2 separate regions of the Mus musculus genome follow, and region 2 is linked to region 1. The links are chromatin contacts, called in public targeted proximity ligation maps. All regions are on one chromosome and are shown on one strand. The core of a region is the stretch at or near the end of the contact, and the rest is flanking DNA. Distances in the headings are between cores, read along the strand shown.

The links.
Region 2: a targeted proximity ligation map of heart atrium shows a contact between it and region 1, with 10 times the contacts expected there. A contact is called at or near these places in 14 of 39 promoter capture datasets (the 3T3-L1 cell line, the HPC-7 cell line, cranial neural crest and 10 more), 6 of 484 Hi-C or Micro-C datasets (the G1E-ER4 cell line, the HL-1 cell line, bone marrow-derived macrophages and 3 more), 14 of 130 datasets of targeted methods (bone marrow-derived macrophages, embryonic basal ganglia, embryonic forebrain and 8 more) and 4 of 9 other capture datasets (adipose tissue, liver, macrophages and 1 more).

The regions. Positions count from the first base shown.
Region 1 is chr19:24,651,687-24,655,480 of GRCm38.p6, forward strand. No RefSeq gene overlaps it. Among named protein-coding and RNA genes, the nearest start is that of Tmem252, 20 kb to the right of the region's middle.
Region 2 is chr19:24,860,179-24,863,972 of GRCm38.p6, forward strand. It overlaps Pgm5 (phosphoglucomutase 5), which reads right to left and starts at 1,664. Exons shown (of 11, transcript NM_175013.2): 1 at 1,351-1,664. The coding sequence starts at 1,611.

The DNA of each region.
Region 1 (3,794 bases), core at 720-3,219:
GGGGAAATCAGAAGAACTCCACAAAGCAGGCTGGAAGGCACTGAGCTGAGAACTGCCTTCCAGCTCCAATACTCACTCTCTGGCTTTGATCTAGTTCCTCAAAGGAATGACCATGTTCAATACCACAGTCCTATCCTCCCAAATCCTTCCCAGGCTCTTTCATCTTCTAACAGCTCTGCATGGAAGCCATTATTAAGCTAACTTCGTTCATGGACAAATTATTTGCCCAAGGCTTTTGAGGGAGCCAGGATCAGGCTCCAATTTAAAAGAAGCAAATCTTGCCTCTGGTACCCAGAAATAAAAGATGACTCTCAACGTTTCTCTGACTGTGAGCATTGCAACTCATGTTGATCTTATTTGATGCACAGTTTTTTGTTTTGTTTTGTTTTGTTTTGCTTTGCTTTGCTTTGCTTTGCTTTGCTTTGCTTTGTTTTTGAGGTGGCTTAATCCTGACTTTCTATATAATTGTGTTTCTAGAGCTAAGAATCATGTACAATGAAACAGCTGTCAAATATGTGACACAGTTTAATTTATTAGCTGCAGAGAAGTTGCTGGAAAGCTTGGAGGGAAAGCAGATGGATATATATATATATATATATATATATTTCTGTTCCTATGAATCTGAGGGACTTTCCTATAAGAAATTATAGGTTGTTATTTTCCTTGTTGTATCTTTACTCAGACAGATGGCATAAGACAGGGAGCAAGAATTCTAGGTTTCCATGGCAATCACTGGAAAAACCTGGGCCTCTTTGCAGCGATGGCAGGAGCAGTCTTCAGATCAAAGGTGATATTGGAGGACTCTCTGTAACTTGGCAACTCCTACTGACTGCAGGCCAATCAAATGTCTCCTTTACAGCCTCATGGCACTAAAGACATGCCAGCTCGTTGGGAAAGAGTCAGAGATGTCAAAGATAGCAGACGTTGTCTTTTCTTCCTGAGAGCATTGAGTGACTATGTGAATAACACAGGAGCTTTAGGGAGACCCACAGATGCGTCATTACCAAGGCTTTTTGCCTTAAGCGGCAGTCATCCAGTTAAGCAGTGGCAAGAATTAAATCCTTATAAACTCAGTTAATGATCGACCTCTTTATTTATGTACCATATCAAAGGCATCAGAGCTCTGTGGCTGAGGGGATGGGCTCTGAACCAAGGCATCAAGCTCTGTGCTGAGAGTATGGGCTCTGAGCCAGACTGCCTTAGTTCAAATCCCAGCACTGCAAGTTTCTTTAGTGGGGTGACTCTGACTAAGCTACCTGACTTTGCTTTGTTTTAGTTTCTTCATCTGGAATGGTGGCAGTAATGAAGACATTTAGCTCACAGGGCTGTTGAGAGGGCAGTATTAGTTAATAAGTACTGAAGTCTGGTCTGGTGGCTCAGCCTGGGGTCCCAGATGCTTAGAAGGCTAAGAGAGGGGGATCACATGTTCAAGGCTATCCTTGTGTTCAATTCCCCGTAGCTCCTCTAACCACAACCACAACAAAGCCAGAACAACCAACAATAAACAAAATGGAAAGCGCTTGCAACAGGCTATGTGCTCAATATCTGTTAACTATTAGCAAAGGTAAAAAACAAAACAAAACAAAACAAAACAAAACAAAACAAAACAAAACAAAACAAACAGCCCTGTTCACTAAGGTTCTAAAGGCAGCACTGACCGGAGGGAGGGAAGGTCAGGGTATTGTTGGTACTGCTACTGTGCTCTGTGAATGCCTGCTGGAAGCACAGGGCTGGCACATACCCAGGTCTCAAAGTCTGTGGTTTGTGGAGTCCTGCATCCTCTCTAATTTCTCTGAGGTGAGTACAGTGAATCTCTATACCCATGGCCGAGGCTGGCCAGGCTCTGCAATATGAGTCCCTTGCTGCACCATGGGTTCCCACAGTTCTCCATATTACCAGTTCAAGGAAGCAGAATCAAGCCGCTAGGGACGGAAGCTTCTGTCGCCAGGAGGCAACATAAACCTTTGCTATTTTAAAGTTGCTTCTCTCGGGTGTTCTGCCATAGTGATAAAGGTCTCATGGTAGCAGAGGGATGGAGAGGTGATGAAAATTCCTCTCCATTGGTATTTCCACGGTTTGATTTTCCACCAGGGCGGAGGAGAAGCGTCTGCCTTCTTTACTTTGCCCAGACTGAAAGCAGCTGACACCTGTCTCAGCACTCGAGAAGGAGGCTCATGAGTTCAGAGGTCAGCTCGGGCTACGAGACTCTAAAAATAAATAAATAATATAAATTAATGAGTGGAGTTAAACGGGATCAGATTCTATGCTTCTTAGCCTCTGGGAGTTGCTGTGAAGTCTAGACGAGATAACACATATACAGCCAGTCGCCATCGACACAGCAAGAGCTCAATAGATATTATTAAAATAAGTTTTGTTTACTTAAGAAGGCGACTTTTGAAATTCCTCTAGGAACGCAAGAAGCAGCATCTGGTTGATCCTTGCTCTGCTTGTTTTTACTAGATTTTTTTTTTTTAAGCCTCAGTGCAGTCCCTGCATGTGAAGAAACAATTATCAGCTGTCCTCCAACCATCCATCTCCCACTGATTGTCACTTGGAACTCTTTCCCATAGAAACGATGCTATAAATAGAGTCGGTTCCCAGAGGGACTTTCACATTCTTTCAAAATGGTAGGATGGCTAAAATAGTCATTGATGGAGCAGGGAATGCTGAATTCCACATCACCACCTGGGCCTCTCATCGTGCCAAGCTCCCCTGGCTCAAGGTGACTCTGGGTAACACTGAACCCTAAGTCTTTGGGAGACATTGATTGGCCAGGATTGGTGGGTTAGGAGCCCATCTGATGACAACACTCATGTGCAGCAATGCCTGCTCTTACCGACAGCCTGTAAATCAGACCCCAGTGGGATTGAGATTATCTTACTATGATTAAGGCTGTCTCATACCCCATGGTGTTGGGTACTGGGGCCCAGAGAAAGATAATGGTAACTCCTGAATCTGGAGGATTTTTTTTTTTTTAAAGCATGCTGACCTATTTGGTCTAGAGAAAATGAAAAGACTTTAAAGATTTGTACCCAAAGTCAAGAGCAAGACCCTCTCCACACGTTCCTTTATCTTGATCAAGACCAGACTATAAAGGGAGCACAATTGTCTTCTATCAGGAAATGGACACTATCTAGCCAGAAAGTCCAGAGGATACTAGCCATATGGCCATGGATTCCCCTTACTAAATAATGTCTGCCGCTTGCACTCACTCAGACTCTAAACAGAGTTTGTCTGGACCACCCCTCCTTCTACTTATAACCCTCACAACTATTCACACTCATATGTTCCCTCCTTCTAGAATGTATACATTTTAAAATTATATTCAGGATGTAAATGGCCACACCCAATACTGCCTCCATCCTGGGCTATGGTTTTTTTCCATTTGCACTTGAACCAATGTTTATGCTCTCCCTTATACAGTAATCATTGGTTATTCCAAGGTCCCTGAAGAGGATGCAGGAAAATTCTCTCCACTGGTGTAGGGGTTGGGGGACATTCTCGTCTCATCAGTGAGCACCTGGAACAGGGCAGACAGTGAGCACTTCAGTGAAGATTTTTACTTTGGTCAGCGGAAAGAAGAGACGGTCTTTTAATCTGTAAGCAGAGTCTAAGGAATGGGCAAGGTCTGAACAAGAGGTTGGACAGGACAACTCTGGACACCTGGAAGAGGCTCAGATCAAGTCACAAGGTGACTCAGAGTCATCCCCACAGTGGGTAAGGACATCCACCAGAGAGAAAGGCTGGTCTGGGTTATTGTGATCTCAAGGTCTTAGTGAACATCTGGTCCTTCT
Region 2 (3,794 bases), core at 414-2,913, 210 kb after region 1:
AACAGAACTCCAGCCAACATTCATCAATCCCAGGTGAAGAGCCAGAGATAAATACCAGCCTGGAATCTGCTCTAAAACTCCAGGGACCATTTCCCGTGATTGCTTTTGGGGTCTTAAAAAACAAAGTAACAATAACAAAAAACTCACAAAACACCTTTTCCTCCATGCCATTCCTAAAACGCTGAGAAGAGAAAAATCACAGTAGGGAACATGAAGCATAGACGGCCCTAATGAAGAAACACTAAGGAGAAATGAAAACAGAGAGAGAGGGGTGGAATGGCCAGAATCCACAGGACAGGTAATTATCTGCTTTCACTTTTAAAGATGGACATCGGCAAGAGATTGCACTCAGGTAAAGTTTCATGGGTGTGGATCTGATCGCGTTCACCAGGCTCAAATGACTTTTGGAAACTTCCTACAGATAATTCAGAGACCCACCCCCCCCTAAAGTTTGCTAGTCACAAGTTTGGGTAACTAGATTTGGGGCTAAGCAGGGGTGGGGAGAGCAGGATGGATTTACCATTTAAGGGGGTGCTTCTGTCTGTAGGGTAGGGAAGAGGGAGCAGACAGAAAGAAACTCAAAGTCTAAGAATCAAGGTTGCAGAAAAAAACTGCAGAGGTCTTAGAAGGGAGAGAGAATGAGGATGCAGATGGGAAGGAAGAGGACCGGCTGGTCAATGCTGAAGGCATCTTGGAGGGGCGATAGGAATTGCGTTAAGAATGCTGCTGCGAGTCTCACTTACATCCTTTAGAGACCTCCTGGGAACTGAGAGCCAAGGTTGCAAAGCCCCCAAAATCATCCAAACCATTCCTGTCCCAATCAAAGTCACCACTAAAGGACCACTGGGCTAGAGTGAAGTGTTGGGGCCCAGTCTTGACAAATAGCACATGGTTCAATACTGGAGTGTGCCCACGCAGATAATTGTTAAAATTTGGCAGCTATGATTTGGAGAGAGAGGATTACGGCAATAATAATAATAATAATAATAATAATAATAATAATAATAATAATAATAAATAGAATAAAAGAATACCGGAGTGAGATTATATTGGCAGACTCGAAAAAAGTCTGTGTAGGGAGGTGGGCAATAAATCGCTTGGAGGAATACGGGACACCCAAGGCTGTGATGGAGTGGAAAATGGATGCAGAACGAATACAGCAGAAAGTACAACAGGTGCCGGAGAAGCCTAAGTTTCCAGCCCAGGGGCTTTGAGAAGAGCAGCTCCTCTAAGGCCAGTGTCCCACTGTGCCTAGTGGCTGCCAGTGCGCCCGGGTGGGAAGCTGGAAAGAGCACAGGGAGGTGACCAGGGTGTGGAGACCCCGCAAACCGGGGCGTGAGAGTCACTCACCCCATTGGCCGCAGCCATCTGCACCACGATCTCAGTAGCCGTCCTGCTGAAGTACCTGCCGTCGCTGCCCACCACCATGGTGCAACCCTGACGGTCGCGCAGGTCGATGGACGACAGCACACTCTGGATGAAGTTGGGCAGGTAGTTGCGCTGGCCCTCGAAGAGCCCTGTGGGCCGTCGCAGCCCGCCGCCACCGGTCGGCCGCTGGTCCTCATAGGGCGCCGTGGGCACCGTCAGCACTGGGATGGGGCTCCCCTCCATGGCGCCGCTGGCCGGTCCTGCCGCGGCTGCGGGAGCCTCGGGGATCTGCCGCCCTCCCGGGCCCCCGCGGTCTGGCCTTGCTCCCGGCTCCGCCTTGCGCCCTCCCCGCCCCTCTCCACCCTCCCGTCGCTACTCTCGGATTGTCCCCCTCAACGTCCCAGAGTGGAGTCTGCCTCCACCTTCAGATAGTTTTCTGCAGCCCAGCTCTTTTCCAGAGGATCGCCCAGCTGTCCTCAATTCCTTTCCCCAGCTCGCCTGACTTTGGGAGTGTCTCAAAGCCAAGCTCTAGGACCAGCTCCTGTGTCCCCAGCCACACCACACTCTTGAGTCCAGTGCCCCGACTCAGCCTTCCAGCTCCTCCAGAGGCCCACTCTCCACTAGAAGACAGCCTGGCACTGGAGTCTGAGCTAGCCAGGGGCCTAGCCCACAGCCCTCTCTCCCCACACCCTGAGTCTGCTTAGCTCAAGTGCAAGTTTCTCTCCCTAGTAAGGACAGAGAGGGAGGTGGGAGGGGGCTAAAACCTTTTGCCATCAGAGAACAGCCCTAGCCAAAAATAACCCTGGAAAGGAGAGCTGAGAATTGTTAGGCTCTGCCAGAGGTGAAACTGAAGGCTGGGCAGTGAGTGTGTGTGTGAGTGTGTGTGTGTGTGTGTGTGTGTGTGTGTGTGTGTACACTCAGCAGGAACATTTGTTGTGCAGAATCATACCCTGTCGGCCCCTTTAGTCCACAGGACCTACCCCAGCATCTACATTTGTAGCATCTCTCCAGGTGGGAGTTTTGTTTTGTTTTGTTTTGTTTTGTTTTGTTTTCATTGTTGTTGTAACTGCAACAAACACATACTTTCTTATTCTTTTCCTGCTTGTCCTTCCTACACATCTGCTTAGAAATCGGCTTCCCTCACACTGCATCTGTCCACGCTACCGAACTCTGGATAAAATACTTTCGGTAGGCGATTAAAACGCACTTAATGTCCACCAGGAATGAATGAACGAAGCCAACTGAAACAAAGGTGAGGTGCCACCTACTGTGCTTGGCCCCCTTGCCTGAAGCCTTTCTTTCTGATCCTCCTCAAATCCAAAACCAGGAAAATCTTCATATAGAGAGGAGTGAAAAGGGAGGGAATTAAAGGGGGGGGTGGGGACTGAGCTCGGCACACGGCTGTGAACCCAACCATCTACAGTGTGTGGAGAGACAGAGGACAAAGCAGAGAAAGCTTCGCAGGAGGTGTGGGACTAGAGTAATTCCCAAGATTCAATGCAATGGGAAAGGAGGGAAAGGGAGGCAGGCCAGCTTCATAAGCACCAAGGCTGGCACGTCCTTCATCCCCCGTCCTAGGTGGGCAGAGATAAGAACCCAGTCCTAGTCTCCAGGCTGGATGCTCCTGTGCTGAGCTCAGCTTCTTTACAAGGTGAGTCAAGAGAAATGGGGTGCTCTCTGACCTAGGGATGCCTCTCTGCCTTCTCTGAGTCACTAGCACCACCCCGAAGTCTTGGTGTGAAACAGGAGCACCTGTGTTGCCTTTCTTCTTCAGTATCTCCTTGCTGCTGAGACAGCACCAACCACCATCTTTACACCAAGCATACGCCAAACTCAGCAAGACCTGTGTTTCCCCAGTGAGATCCTGGGATAAAGCAACTGTTGAAAGCCGTCATCCCCATTCCATTCTTATAGGACCATAGAGCACGTTCGTGCATTGAAGACCTTGGAGGCTCTGCGGTAAAGAGCCTGCTTCAACTTCACTCTGGCATTCCAACTCTTATTTAACCTTGGGGTCCTTATCTGAGACACCAATGAACACAGATCAAAGAGTGTTCCACAGGTTGCTTTATGTCTCAGGGCCACGTCCAATGACGTCATTCTGTCTTCTCTTTTGAACCATTAACATATTAATCTTATCCATATTCCAATTAGGAACTTATCAGATTATAGGAAAGGCAGCAGGTCGAGCTGACAGAATCTAGGTGTGTTTCTGCATGCTTATAACCCCAGCCCGAGGCAGGAGGATCAGGAAGCAGGGCTTCACTGGAAGCCCTTGGAAACAGTTTGGAAAAAGATCGGATTCCGTTAGATCAGGACATGAAGCACTTTGATGAGACTATTTCTGAAATTTTAGAACGTTCATACTCCGTGTCTCTGACGTTTCTATCCAGGACGCTGGGAAATACATCAGTGCCCTTAGGGAA